3 separate regions of the Mus musculus genome follow, and all the other regions are linked to region 1. Evidence: chromatin contacts called from public promoter capture Hi-C data. All regions are on one chromosome and are shown on one strand. Each heading gives the region's core, a stretch centred on a gene start, on an enhancer-like site or on the middle of the called end of the contact. The rest is flanking DNA. Distances are from core to core; before and after follow the strand shown. Region 1 holds the start of Krt75 (keratin 75). Region 2 has its middle 6.5 kb from the start of Gm41405. Region 3 holds the start of Krt18 (keratin 18).

Region 1 (4,785 bases), core at 939-3,438:
AGGGTGGGGGAGGGGGGTGTGAGGTTGAGCAAGGCTTCCGCTTAATTCTCCCAGGGCTGTAGCAAGAGTTAAAAGCTCTTCCGTTCTTGCCAGCTCTTTGGTGACCTGCACATGACTTTGGGTGATTCACTTGACCCTGTGTCTTCCTCCATAAAAGCTAGATAATTCCTTCTGCCTTTTATAAGAAGGTGAGCATAGACTCACGGGAACAGAATCACGTGCTCAGGCAATTATAACACTGTATAGACACATAATCCTAATCACCAGAAACATACGCTGCTTCAGCAACTGCTGCTGAAATGGCAAAGAAAACCAATTTGTTCCAGGATAGTCTTTCAGGTATATTTTGTTTGAGATATTTTTTTTCACTGGGCCTCAGGGCGACCACTGAAAACTGTGCTCAATGGTCATTTGTGAGGAAGTAGAGCTTAAGCTACCTAAAGGGCTTGCTAGCTGTAGCCTTTGCACTGTAGCCCAAACAATGAGCAGATGGTATTCACCTCCACAAGGAAGAACAGAACCCCTCCTTCCTTGCTACCTTCCTTCACTCTGAGCTTATGTCGTCTGGGAAATTCAAGCCATCTCAGCCCCTGGGCTCACATCCAGTGGAGATAAACAGGCAAAGGGGAAGCAACACCATTCACCAGGATGAGCTGCGGTGTTCATTTTGACAGATGCTGCCGCTGGTGCCCACCTCAGTGGTTTAGAAAGATAAGAACAGACTCCTTGTTAGCCCTGATGCTGAGACGAAGGCACTAGGGTCCCCTCCATCTCCTGCACTCTGGGCTCCCTGCTCATCCAACATTCCTGGCTGGTGTGGCATTCACGCCTCTGCATTCTCTGGACCTCAGAGGAAACAGCCCCAGGGTCGGTTGTGTGCAGCCAGGAGACTGTCTCCCCACTCACCTGACTTTGAAGTCTTCTACAACCTCCTGCATGTTCCTCAGTTCAGCATCCAGTCTGCCTCTTTCAGCTGTGATGCCATCCAGCTGCCGGCGGAGGTCATTGACATATGTATCGAAGAAAGGCTCCAGGTTCTGTCTGACTGTCCTAGAGCCCTGCTCCTGCAGGAGATTCCACTTGGTCTCCAGGACCTTGTTCTGCTGCTCCAGGAAGCGTACCTACAGGGGAGCAGAGAGAATGAGCCTCACTTGAGAAGCCGGGGAGGCAGAAACAGGCACACCTGCTAACAAAGGAGACAAGCACAAAGGGGCTTTTACGCCGTGATCGATCAGCGGCTATGTTATGATAAATCCACCTCCAAATGAGAAAGCCCATGGAAGTACCCTAGAGACTCTAGGATTTTAATGGACTGGACATGGGGACCAACATAGCAGGAGTCACGGAGTCTGGGTTGAGTTTCTCAATGCTGATACTTTGGTAGTAGCATAGTTAGAACCCCTCTTTCTGGAGGGGGACTCCCAGAGAGGAGAAGGAAGCATCTCTAAGAGTCCTGTGGGCCAGATGGCCTGACTTGAGAATGTCCATGGATGGCACTGGTTGAGCAAAGTTCTCCTGGGGACCCTTCCCCCATTGTTGCTATCTCCAGAGATGAGCCACCCCCACCTAGTGACTCCATGCACTGGGAACTTGGATGGGTGAGCACAGGTCCCACCTTGTCAATGAAGGAGGCGAACTTGTTGTTCAGAGTCTTGATCTGCTCCCGTTCTTCTTTCCGCACCCGCTGGATAGTGGGGTCGATTTGCAGGTTGAGGGGAGTCAGGAGGCTCTGGTTGACAGTAACTTCCTGAATGCCTCCAGAGGGACAGACAGAGAAGCCAGGGCCACCAAAGCCCCCTCCAATGCCACCTCCATAAGCAAAGCCACTGCTGCCCCCAAAGCCACTGCTAGTCCTGCCACCAAAGCCACCCCTGAAGCCACTGCCAGCACAGCCACCAATGGAGACCCGCCGGGTCCCCCCTAGGTTGTAGAGGCTGCGGCTTCCAAAGCCAGAACCAATACCACTGATCCTGCCCAGTCCCCCACTGTTTCCTGAGGAGCGGGCCACAGACACGGAGCTGAAGCGGGAGCGTCCAGCCGTAGGTGTGGTGGCTGAGGCTGTGCTGAAGCCCCTGCGGCTGCCGGAGTGGAAGGTGATGGTGGATTGCCGGGACATGATGGGCGAAGAAGGCAGCACAGGAGCTCCGAGGTAGATTCGTAGATTCGTGAAGGGGATAGAGAAGCCAGGCGGTTAGGGAGGTGCAGGTCCTTAGACTTTTATGGGCCTCCCCCAAAGGGCGGAGCTTGATTAATGAAGGGGCCCCTGCTGATGGCATCCCCTAGGCATCTGCCAGCCCTGAGCTCACCCTGAGTACCCCGCAGAAAATGGCATTAAAAAAAAAGCCACCGGTTGGTTGGTTTGCTGCCTCCCTCTCCCCCTCCCCCACGTGGAAACTTCTTTCTAGTTGTAACTTGATCAGCAGACCAGTGAGAATAAACTTAATTGCTTTCAGTCATGTCCTAACCATGCATCTTCTAATGGACTCAAAAACACTGCCTCATTTTTGAACCGCTTTCTTAGGCGCAGGACCAACTCCCTCCAGTCCAAACATCTTGTGTCAACACAAGCGGCTGCAACACTGTCTCCTGTTCCTTCCCGTGTTTCTTATGCTGGAGCATTTTCTCAGCAGCTTCTCCAGCCTATAAGGCTGGTCCTCCAGGTTGGTGTTCATCTTCCTTAGGCTTCCACACAACATGAATGGCCCTTTAATTTTGCTCCAAATCATTCATGCCTGCTGGGTATCATGTGATTTCCTGTAGCACTTGTGTCGATATGCACACACATGGATGCCATGTCTGTGCCCATCTTTGCCTTTGAAGGCTGTTTGTCACTCTGTCGTCTGTGGACAGGAGTGGGAACAGAAACACTTGGGTTTGGATTCCAACCCCTCCAGTGGCTGGTCCAGTAGTGCACTGGGCAGTGGGTCCTTGTACTGATGATACAACTTTTCTGAGGCTCAGTGTGTGTCTGCGGAATGAGTTTATGGAGAGTATTCGCATATGAAAACTGCTTTCACAGTGCTTCAGCCATATAAATGCAGAGGATAGGTCCACTGTGTCAGTCTTCGGCAGATAAGACAGGTATTCATGAATGACTGGCCACATGTTCATCCTTGAGTGAGTCCTGTGAGGGTTTGGAAGAAATGTAACACACATTCTTGATTTTTATCAGTAAGCTCAGGGTCCTGTTGGGAAGGCAAAACTGAAGCATGCTGGGTAACTTTGAACAAAATGGTATACATAGTAACACTATCTTTGAGGCTATCTTCTGGAAGTCTCCCAGACTATTCGGTTCTGAAGACCTGTATCCTTATTCTTATCCAATTCTTATTTCTCTCATCAGAGCAGCTCCAAGTGATAGTTACTGGAGAAGCCGTTGTTATTATTATTAGTGTGTGTGTGTGTGTGTGTGTGTGTGTGTGTGTGTGTGTCTGCTGCACACACACGATAGCACATGTGTGGTGATCAAATGGCAATTTTCAAGAGTTCTCTTCTTTGACCACAGGATCCAGGGATGAAGCTCGGGTCAGGTCATCGGGCTTGCAGAGCAAGTACTTTTTCTCAGAGCCATGTTGTTGACCTCTCGTTCACCTTGACTGCCTCACGTTCTACACCAGGGCATGGATGTACAGTTTGTTTCCAGTGTTCCTCATCCTCTTTCTTCCCCTATCCCTCTCCCTGTCTCTGCTGTGAGGGGTGTGGCAGATGGCTCGTCCTCCTGGGTCTTGCTGTCTGCTTGCTTCCTGCCATGATTCGGAAGAGTGGGCGAGTGTAAGAGGAAATGATACCAAGGTGTTCGCACTCCATATTTGGATAAGGAAACTAGACTCATAACAGCTCATTTAGAGGAAGACTGATACAGCCTGGTTGTGGGAAACAGCGTGCCAGGTGCCGTGGCCTTTCTGTACAGATATCCTTTGGGAGCCCCACAGTGCTTGGCTGATGTTCTCACCTGCCTGGAATGGCACCTGGGCACTCAGAGGGCTGGTCTCTGTCCTACCTGGGACTCTGACCAAGGGCTGAGCTCTTGCTGGGGTTGGAGACTCCTTGTTTCTGCAGGGAGCCTGTGAATCACAGCTTTTGTTGACACGGGACAAAGCGAAGCATGGGTTGGTACTTTGTTGCCAGTGTACCTAAGTCTGGCTCAGTTGCTGCATGCTTATCTTTGCCTGTAGAAAAAAATAAACAGCTTTGTGTTCTTTGCGTCTCTGTGTGTGATAATCTGTCTCCCAGAGGAAGGGAAGGCTGCTTTGTCTCCTGAGCACTATAGACCCTTCTGCAGAACAAAGGTAGGTGCCCAGCATGGGACCTGCCCACAGGAAGGAATGCAAGGGATGTCTTAGCACACACCCTCTGAGCTGTCTATGGCAACTCAAGGTTGGCATCTACTTGGCCACTCCTTTAGCCACTCCTTTCTTACGTGCTCTCCTGGTGCCCCCCGTTTTTGTTACTGTAGACTTACTCTTTCCTACCCACAACCATGTCTTCTCTGGGGTAATTCACTCACTCTTTCTTCTTCGCTCTCTGACTTTCTCATCAGTGTGTTGGCTGCTCAAGCAAGGTGGCCTCACTCACTCACCTTGGGAACTAAACTGAGGCAGGTGAATCTTTTCCTTCATGCCTCACTCCTCTTCTGTGACTTTTCACTGTGACTTTTCTTGAGTTAATGGCGAGCACCTAGGAGAGCCACCATTCCTGACATACACCATTACACCATTATCCCTTTATCTGTATTTACTTCATTTTTGTTGTGTTGGAGGTTCTTGCTCATGCTAAGCTTGTCCC
Region 2 (4,785 bases), core at 1,524-4,023, 480 kb after region 1:
TTCAGCATCTTTAGTCACTAGGGAAATGTGTATTAGAATCACAAGGGGAGGTGGGGGCTGGAGAGATGGCTCATTCGTTAAGAGCACTTGCTGTCCCTAGTACCCACATCAGCTAGCTCATGGTCGTCTGCCATTCCAGTTTCAAGAGATCCGATGTCCTCTTTTGGCTTCTGAGAGCACTGTACATACATGATATACATACACACACAGAGGCAAAATACACTTACATATAACTTTTTAAAGATGCACTTATTTTATGTATATGAGTACACTGTAGCTGTCTCCAGACACACCAGAAGAGGGCATCAGATCCCATTACAGAGCCACCATGTGGTTGCTGGGAATTGAACTCAGGACCTCAGGAAGAGCAGCCAGTGCTCTTAACCACTGAGCCATCTCTCCAGCCCCCATAAAATAAGAATTTACTGACTCCCTTATATAGACCACAGGTCAGAATGTAAAATGGTGCAGTCACTGTGGAAAATGGCTTGGCAGTTTCTTTAAAAGCCAAATATACAACACAACAATTGTACTTCTGGGCATTTATCCTAGAAAAATAAAAACTTGTACTCACAAAAACATTCTACAAGAATGAAGGCTTTATCCTGACCAAGTAAAAACTGGAGCTAGTCCAGATGCCCTTCAGTGGGTAAACAGTTAAACAAATGGGGGGGGGGGGGTCCATCCATCCTGTGAAATACTCAACTATAAACAAACTATTGATGTTTGAGAGCCTGGGTAGATCTCCAGAGAACTAGCTGACTGAAAACAGCCAACTTCCAAAGTCTGCAAGCCATATAATTCCATGTAGGCAACATTCTTTTTTTGTTTGTTTGTTTTTGTTTTTTTCGAGACAGGGTTTCTCTGTGTAGCCCTGGCTGTCCTGGAACTCACTCTGTAGACCAGGCTGGTCTCGAACTCAGAAATCCGCCTGCCTCTGCCTCCTGAGTGCTGGGATTATAAACCCAAATGTTGAGCTCCTCATCCATGCCGATGTCGTGTGATATTGTGCTATAATTCCCCCCAGGTGTAACCATCAGGTCTGGAACTGCAGAGATGAGACAGGAGGATTAGGAGTTCAAGGCTAAGCTTAGCCTATGTAGTGAGTTCAGGCCCCTCTTGGGCTAGAGTGAAACCTATTTAAAAATAAAATAAATAAAAATTGGAGAAAAACTGGGTAAAAAAGTACATGGATCCCTGTTTTACCTCCTACAACTGCATAATTCTCTTTACAATGATGTCAAACTGCAATTTTAAACAGGATAGCAGAAACTGTTGGGAGCCGACTCTTAGCAGAAAGCGGCTATCATCTCTGCAGCCATCTTGGGCTATTTACTTACAGGTTGGAACTTTTCCACCCTGACGAGAGACTTGTTTTCCTAGCATGATGTTTTTGCAAGAAGCCCACCACACGCTGATAACATCTTGGTTTTCTCCTACACATCCTGGACCTGTGGTTACGTGTCTCCAGCTGCACTCCCTGACTTATGCTTATATGCCCATAGTTGCCTTTCAATAAAAAGACTTGAGACTTGATCAGATAGCCTGTCTTGTCTCCATTCTTCCAGTCTCTTGTTCCTCAGTCCCCACTCTCTCTCTCTCTTGCAGACACCATTGACTGACCTGCGGACCAAGAAACCGCAAGTTAAGAGCATTCGTATCAACATTCCAGAGGACCTGAGTTAGATTCCGAGCACCCACCTCAAGTGGCTCACAACTGCTTGTAACTCCAGCTCCAGAGCATCTGAGGTCCTCCATGGACACACACACACACATACACACACACACACACGGACACGGACACGGACACGGACACACACATGTGACACACACATATAAACACATATACTCATATACAAGATGGCTCAACAAAGGTGACTAGTCCCAAGTCTGACAACCTAAGCTCCCTCCAGGGACCCTCGTAGTGGATAGATTCCCAACTGCTCAAGTTTGTCCTCTGACCTCTATACATGCACCAAGGCCTATGTACACAGACACACACACACACACAAATAGATAAATGTAATTTAAAATGTTTAATAGTAAAAATGAAAATATATAAAGATTTTGTATTTATCACATACCCCCAGCTTGTGAGGCTCGAACTTACAGACTTTGTCAAACTATAACAGAATTTGTGTTTGAGACAGGATAGCTTGCTCCCTAGGCTGGCCTTGAACTGGCTATGTTACCAAGGAGGACCCAGAACCTATCCTCCTGGTTGCGCATGCTGGGGGTGGGAGGATGGGATTTTCATTCGTGTGCCACAAGATTGATTTAAAAACAAAAAACAAACAAACAAACAAAAAAACCCGACCCTTACATGAGCACGCACTCCAAAATTATTTAATTCTTCTTTGGGTAATTATGATAACAAAGAGCTCCCACGAACTTTTCTTGGGAAATTGGTGTGGGGTTGTTGGAGCGCAAGACTCGAAGGTTCTCTCCAGTCCAAGAGCTATCTGGAAATCAGAAGATCCTTCCAGCTAGGGACTGTCGGGAAGCGAAGAAAGGAGGCGCAGAAAATGTGCCCCGAATTCCAATAGACTCAATGAGACCAGGAGCCTGGAGTTGCTGAGCTGCGGCAGCGGGGGGGGGGGGGGGGCGCGGGGGGGAGCGCGGGGGGGCATTTGGATCACGGCATCCATGCGCCACCTTCTGACTACAGAGCATGCGCAGCTGAGCCGGGAGGCAACCCGCCCACCATGCACCCCGTACCCAGAGTCCCAGGACGCGGTGAGGCAAAGGGAGGGCAGGCAGAAACGCGGCTTCCCCACGCGGTTTGGGTCGGGACTGACTGAGCATGGCGCAGAGCCCAGGCTGCTCTTTAAGCAGGTGCGCCCTTCCAGCCCCGCGGCCTCACTCCAGCTCAGCTTGGGTTCAGCACCTTTCTTATCGATCATTTTGGCAGTGGCTCCCACCTGGGCACAAGCCCGTTTTCTCTTCCAGTTCCTCGTTGCCCCTCAGCGGCGCCCAGCCAAGAGTGGGGCTAGTGAGAGGTAATCCCATCACTTCCACGTGTAACCCCAGCACTTCAGACAGACAAGTAAATCTCAAGAGCTGCCTGGCCACCCAGCCTAGTCAGGCAGCTCCAGACCCTGTCTCAGGAAACAAACAAAACAAAACAAAAAGCAAGTGAATGGGCTAGAGAGATGGCTTTGCTTGGTGGTTTTGAGCACTTCTTGCTCTAGCAGAGGATCCAGGCCTTAACCCCAGCACCCACAACTTTCTATAAATCCACTTCCAGGGGATCTGCCACCCTCTTCTGACCTCCATGTGGTGAACATACATACATGCAGGCAAAATATCCCTACACACAAAATAAGTCTTTAAAAAGTGGAGGAGGCGGGCTGGAGAGATGGCTTAGCGGTTAAGAGCACCAACGGCTCTTCGGAAGGTCCTGAGTTCAAATCCCAGCAACCACATGGTCTGAAGACAGCTACAGTGTACTTACATATAATAAATAAATCTGAAAAAACAAACAAACAAACAAAAAGTGGAGGAGGGTAGCAAGTCAGGCTGTGGTTGCTCATGCCTTTAATCCCAGTACTCAAGAGACAAGGCAGGCGGATCTCTGTGAGTTTGAGGCCAGCCTGGTCTACAGAGCGAGGTCTAAGACAGCCAGGACTACACAGGGAAACCCTGTCTCAAAAAAACAAAAACACAAAAAGAGAACATTGACTCCTAGGGAACAAAATTTGAGATTGATCTCTGGCCTCCATATAAACATGCATACAGGGCTGGAGAGATGGCTCAACGGGTAAGAGCATTGACTGCCCTTCCAGAGGTCCTGAGTTCAAGTCCCAGCAACCATGTGGTGATCCACAACCATCTGTAATGAAATCTGACGCCCTTTTCTGGTTTGTCTGAAGACAACTACAGTGTACTTACATATAATAAATAAATAAATCCTTTTTTAATTACTTTTTTTGGTAAAATGCATAGAAAAAAGTAAGGTATATCAGGTGAGAATATATCTTGTGTGAAAAAACAAATTATTATTCTTTTATGAAAATACATATGTGTATATTGTATATACATACATTTGTATATTTCATTTTACTTTATGTGTATGAATATTTGCCTGCATGTGTGTTTATGCACCACATGAGTGTCTGGCTCCTGATGTAAGTCAGAAGAGCGTATCAAATCCCCTGAAACTGGAGTTACAGATGGTTGTAAACCAGTATGTGGGTGCTGTGAACCAAACCCAAGCCCTCTACAAAACCAAGCCGTCCTAACCATGGAGTCATCTCTCCAGCCATAATGTTTTGTGTACTTTAATTTTAAAACATTTAGAATCCCCAGGACAGGCTGAAAGTGTAGCTCAGTGGTAGTTCTTGTCTCATGGGTTCATGGTGCTGACTTCCACCCTGGTGCAGGGGGCAGGGCAGGGGGGACGGGGCATCAACGCAGAGTGCTCAGTTCTCTCCTTTGTTAGGTCTCATCTGGATCACATAACCTGTTCTTCCTGCTGCCTCCAGCAGCACCTGTGCTGGAACGTTCTGTAATAATGGCCTCTGTGTATTCAATAGTCACCAATCATATACAGCTTTCAATGTGGCTGCATGAACAAAGAGATGATTTTGGAATGTCATTTATTTTACATTTTAAAATGCACACCAGTAGCTAGGGGGCTAATGTTCCTCACTGTATTAAGTAGTGCAGTGCACCTCAGGCTGTAAGTGTCCGTGAGCAGAGATGGGCTTGCTCAGTATCATATCCCAGACTTAGGTCATTCCAAACTGTGTTAAGTCACCAATAAATGGGACATTTTTAGTTTTG
Region 3 (4,785 bases), core at 629-3,128, 450 kb after region 1:
AGTTTGTAAAATTGAAAGCCTGGGATCTCCAAACACACCCCCTCCCCAGGAGCTTTTAGGCAAAGCCAGTGGGCATTTGTTTGTATGTTATTTTGCATTCCATTTGCCTGGCTGTCTCTGGCAACACCCAGGCTCCCCAGCCAAGTCCCACGGAGTCGCTGAGGTTTTCCGGTCCAGAAGGAGGCAGGCTTCGAACAATCCATCACACCCAGCATGCATCAGCCCTGTGTTTGCTTCCCTCTAGTCTGATCTGCTGACCTAGGTTCTTCGTAGCCCCTCCCCCTCCCCCTTGCTCTTCTGATTTTACTTTTCTGTGTGCTCGCACTCACACAGTCAGTTCAGCTGGCCGCTCGCTCGATAAGGATCAATAGGTCCACTCCAGAGCAAAGAGCATGGCCACAGGTATAGCAAACACCAAGTCCTGCCGGAAAAACGGGCTCCTGGTGCTGACCGATTCCAACCTCAGGGTTTCTCCCTCCTCATTCAGCAGGAGTGGTCATCCAGCTGGCGAGGAGGGGGTGCGGGGGTGCAGAGGGGCTCTTTCCCCCAGAAAACAAGCTGGAAAGCCAGAAAGCATTATAAAAATTGACCAGGAAGGACCGAAGAAAAGGCCCGGGGAGCAGGAGAAGGGGACAGATGCAAGGGGGTGGCAGAGGTTGAGGTGGGGGATGGAGAGGCAGGCAATCTGGTTCAAACTTAGCTGTTTCTACATATCTGGTCTATGGACTCAGACCCCAACCTGTCCAGACACAGTATAATCTACAGGAAGGACAGTGGTTCTCTCTTCCTTGCTGTTCCCATAGCTACTAGAAGGTGTCTAGCAAATACTGGTTAAATCTATGTGCTCTTGGGTTGGCTGTGTTCTCAGCTGGTAAAGTGGTCTGCCTGAGGAGTATGAGGCCTTGGGTTTGGTCCTCAGCACCCTGTAACCTGAAAGTGATGGAGTCTCATGCCTGGGATCCCAGCACTTCAAAAGTGGGACGGGAAGATCAGGAGTTGAAGGCCATCCTCAGCTACATGGAAAGTTCAAGACCAGCCCGAGCTACATGAGACCCTGTCTCAAAAAAGAAGGAGGAGGAGGAGGAGGAGGAGGAGGTAAATGGTAGGTGTCCAGACATAGGGATACCTCTTCTACATAATCACAAAGGCCCCGATAAAGCCTCCAGGGAATGAGTTGAATGAGGACATGTGTACCCACGCGTTTGAGGATATGTATTTCCACGGTTCCCTATGGAGCCACAGCAGTGTCTTGGAACCATGGGGCCGGAGCAGAAAAACCAAGAGACCTGCCCTCAGGTTCGTGTTTCTCTTCTTTTTGAGCTCCCAATTTTCTTTCCCCAGGATTCCTGGGGTTCTAGGACTGCCCCCAGACTTAAGCTGGCGACATGCCACAAAATCTTCACCCTAGTGAACCCCTCTTCTGTCTGTGTAAATGGAGTTTGTTTGTTTGTTTGTTTGTTTGTTTGTTTTCGAGATAAGGTTTCTCTGTGTAGCCCTGGCTGTCCTGGAACTCACTCTGTAGCCCAGGCTGGCCTCGAACTCAGAAATTCGCCTGCCTCTGCCTCCCAAGTGCTGGGATAAAGGCGTGCGCCACCACGCCCGGAATAAACGGATATTTAAAACGCCATTTTTTGCCCTGAAAACAGACACTCAGGGGCTAACACCACCTGCTATCCTTTGTGCACCCCTTAGTTATCCACTCCCTGTGTCGGTGAGGATGGCAGGTATGCTGAGGGCGTGTGCAGAAGTGGAGAAGGGCTGCGACCTGTTAGGTCACAGGAATCCCGATCCTGGCGCCCCCGGCTCCGGTGGCTGGGGCGTGGCCTGCTGGGGGAGGTCCCTACCTCCTCCCGCGGCGATATAACAACAGGTCGAGGACTGCCACCCTCCGCGGCGGAACTCCTGTTCTGGTCTCTCGCTTCGCTCTCCTCTCCAGACAAGATGAGCTTCACAACTCGCTCCACCACCTTCTCCACCAACTACCGGTCCCTGGGCTCTGTGCGAACTCCCAGCCAGCGGGTCCGGCCTGCCAGCAGCGCAGCCAGCGTCTATGCAGGTGCTGGGGGCTCCGGGTCCCGGATATCCGTGTCCCGCTCTGTCTGGGGTGGCTCTGTGGGGTCCGCAGGCCTGGCGGGAATGGGTGGAATCCAGACCGAGAAGGAGACCATGCAAGACCTGAACGATCGCCTGGCCAGCTACCTAGACAAGGTGAAGAGCCTGGAAACTGAGAACAGGAGACTGGAGAGCAAAATCCGGGAACATCTGGAGAAGAAGGGGCCCCAGGGCGTCAGAGACTGGGGCCACTACTTCAAGATCATCGAAGACCTGAGGGCTCAGGTAAGGGGCCTAAGGGGGGAGGGGCAGTAGCTCCGGGCTGTTCTGTCTATCCAGTGTGCCCACACCCCCAAACTTGAATAGAGTGTGGGCTGTTGACTCCCTCCACTCTTTCCACATTCACCACATCCCCCCACACACACTCTATGGGACGGAGTTAGGAATACTCTGGACTCTCACCCACAACCTGTAGGAATTCCAAGCGTAGTGGTTACACACGCGAGCCGGCTTCCCCCAAGCAGTGTAGTGGGAAGAGAACAGGATTGGAAAAAAAATAAAATAAAAAGGTGTGTGTGGGGGAATCATAAAATGAACTCAGACACTCACTTCTTTTCCAGTAGGAACAGTTAGAGGGTTAAGCGGATGTGGCTAAGGCTGAGTCATCTAGGAGTAAACAGGAGCTTACCTGTAGGAGGGGCCAGCGGGACAAGTGGGGGGGGGGGGCGCGTCCCAGGACGGGGGGGGGGGGGGGGGTTAGCAGGTGCACCTGGAGAAGATGCCAGGAGAGGATCAGAGAAATCTTGTTGGAAGCTGCTCTTTTGTAAGCAATCCAGATAGTGCAGGCCCTGGCAGAGGGGCAAGGAATCCAGGAAGGGAGAGGAGGCTCAGGTGGGAAGGGAAGACAGAAATACACGCCTCTGACTGTTCCTGGGACTGGGATGGATTCACTGAAACACAAGACGTGTTTTCTCATCCCCCACTTCTCCACACACACACACACACACACACACACACACACACCCTCATGTGACCCGGAACTCTCAAAGCGACTCTCTCCACTTTAATCCACCCAGATCTTTGCGAATTCTGTGGACAATGCCCGCATCGTCTTGCAGATCGACAATGCCCGCCTTGCCGCCGATGACTTTAGAGTCAAGTAAGTCCGGGGCTGCAGCTGGAGCTAAGAATGGCCTACTCCCAGAACTGTATTAGAGTAGGGTTCCTTCCTTTCCGAAGTTTATTCAGGTTAGGGTTCATTGACTACTGAGTTAGCTCTTCATCTGTGCAGCCCAGTTTAAGCAAACGCTCCAAGGCCAAGAATCGTGCTAAGGGAATGACTCCGTGACTGTTTATGGTGGGCACGGGGCTAGTCTATGGAGGTGGCACTGGTTGAGAAGGTTCAGGCCCTCTGATCACCTCCACTCCTTCAGGTATGAGACAGAACTAGCCATGCGCCAGTCTGTGGAGAGCGACATCCATGGACTCCGCAAGGTGGTAGATGACACCAACATCACAAGGCTGCAGCTGGAGACAGAAATCGAGGCACTCAAGGAAGAACTTCTGTTCATGAAGAAGAATCATGAAGAGGTAAGCCGGGCCACTGACCAGGCCTAGGAGCTAAGGGCCAAGACTAGGCGGGCCAGGCTGCCCCCAAAGCAGCCTAGCATGGAAGCAGAAGCCCCGGCTGTTAGCCTGTTTTGATTAAGAGCAGAGCCATTGGCTCACACATGTTCTATGGCTCACCTAAGTTACACTATTGAGAGTCAAGATAACATTAAGCCAGTTAAGGCCTGGCTTGTGCATCACTACCTCCTGGAAAGCTGAGACAGGAGGATTGAGTTCAATGCCATCCTGTCTTAGTCTAGTAAAACAGAGATTGTGTGAGTAAGACCCTGAGTTGGAGGCAAAGGTGGGGACTGCCAGTCTTAGGAGCTGGTGCTCATGTGGGCCTTCTGGAAGAAGCTTAAGGTAAGATCTGTGGAAGGAAAAAGCAGCTACAACGAGGAGAGGATATCACCAGCGAGTGGCAGGTTCAGGCTGTCAAGGAGTGGCATTCCCAACCAGCTGGAGCAGAAGCCCAGTCTTAGGCTTGCCAAGGGTTTCCTCTGCTCTCTTCTGCCTTTACACTCAACATCACCTTCTAGAAAAGGCCATCAGTAATGAAAGGCTGGGCTGAACTGACTTTAAGTGTCACCTGCCACCCCCCTTTATTTCTGCCTTCTTTAGGAAGTCCAAGGTCTGGAAGCCCAGATTGCCAGCTCTGGATTGACTGTGGAAGTGGATGCCCCCAAATCTCAGGACCTCAGCAAGATCATGGCGGACATCCGCGCCCAGTATGAAGCGCTGGCTCAGAAGAACCGCGAGGAACTGGACAAGTACTGGTCTCAGCAGGTACAAACTAGGAAAGGCTAGCTGCCCGCCCCCACTCCGCTTAAGGTAAGCTCTGTGTGAAGGGGAGGTGCCAAGGACAGCAGGTCATGACTGACCCTCCTCACCCTTCAGATTGAGGAGAGTACCACAGTTGTCACCACCAAGTCTGCCGAAATCAGGGACGCTGAGACCACACTCACGGAGCTGAGACGCACCCTCCAGACCTTGGAGATTGACTTGGACTCCATGAAAAACCAGGTGAGCATCCTCCAGTCACCTGCTGCAGTTCTGCTAGGCCCAGACCTCAGACACTTGGTGGCCCCAGCCCCAACTGTCTCACCCCTAAGCCTGCTCCACACC

Evidence for each region. Promoter capture Hi-C pulls out the DNA fragments that hold promoters and counts their contacts.
Region 2: a contact with region 1 is called in a promoter capture Hi-C map of second pharyngeal arch cranial neural crest. The contact joins the enhancer-like site here to the promoter of Krt75 in region 1. A contact is called at or near these places in 6 of 39 promoter capture datasets (the C10 cell line, the SN4741 cell line, cranial neural crest and 3 more) and 3 of 9 other capture datasets (adipose tissue, liver and pancreatic islet).
Region 3: a contact with region 1 is called in a promoter capture Hi-C map of the SN4741 cell line, with 6 times the contacts expected there. The contact joins the promoter of Krt18 here to the promoter of Krt75 in region 1. A contact is called at or near these places in 9 of 39 promoter capture datasets (the C10 cell line, the HPC-7 cell line, HPC-7-derived erythroid cells and 7 more), 1 of 484 Hi-C or Micro-C datasets (bone marrow-derived macrophages), 1 of 115 datasets of contacts at active chromatin or transcription factors (embryonic stem cells) and 3 of 9 other capture datasets (adipose tissue, embryonic stem cells and liver).

Annotation. Positions count from the first base shown.
Region 1 is chr15:101,571,716-101,576,500 of GRCm38.p6, forward strand. Krt75 (keratin 75) reads right to left here and starts at 2,189. Exons shown (of 9, transcript NM_133357.3): 1 at 1,616-2,189; 2 at 907-1,121. The coding sequence starts at 2,116.
Region 2 is chr15:102,049,463-102,054,247 of GRCm38.p6, forward strand. No RefSeq gene overlaps it. Among named protein-coding and RNA genes, the nearest start is that of Gm41405, 6.5 kb to the left of the region's middle. Within about 2 kb of position 2,774, at least 147 of the 459 cell types and tissues checked have an H3K27ac peak or open chromatin away from gene starts, as enhancers often do. A contact at or near this core is called in embryonic stem cells, pancreatic islet and second pharyngeal arch cranial neural crest, where this site is marked.
Region 3 is chr15:102,026,338-102,031,122 of GRCm38.p6, forward strand. It overlaps Krt18 (keratin 18), which reads left to right and starts at 1,879. Exons shown (of 7, transcript NM_010664.2): 1 at 1,879-2,337; 2 at 3,129-3,211; 3 at 3,486-3,642; 4 at 4,282-4,446; 5 at 4,558-4,683. The coding sequence starts at 1,942.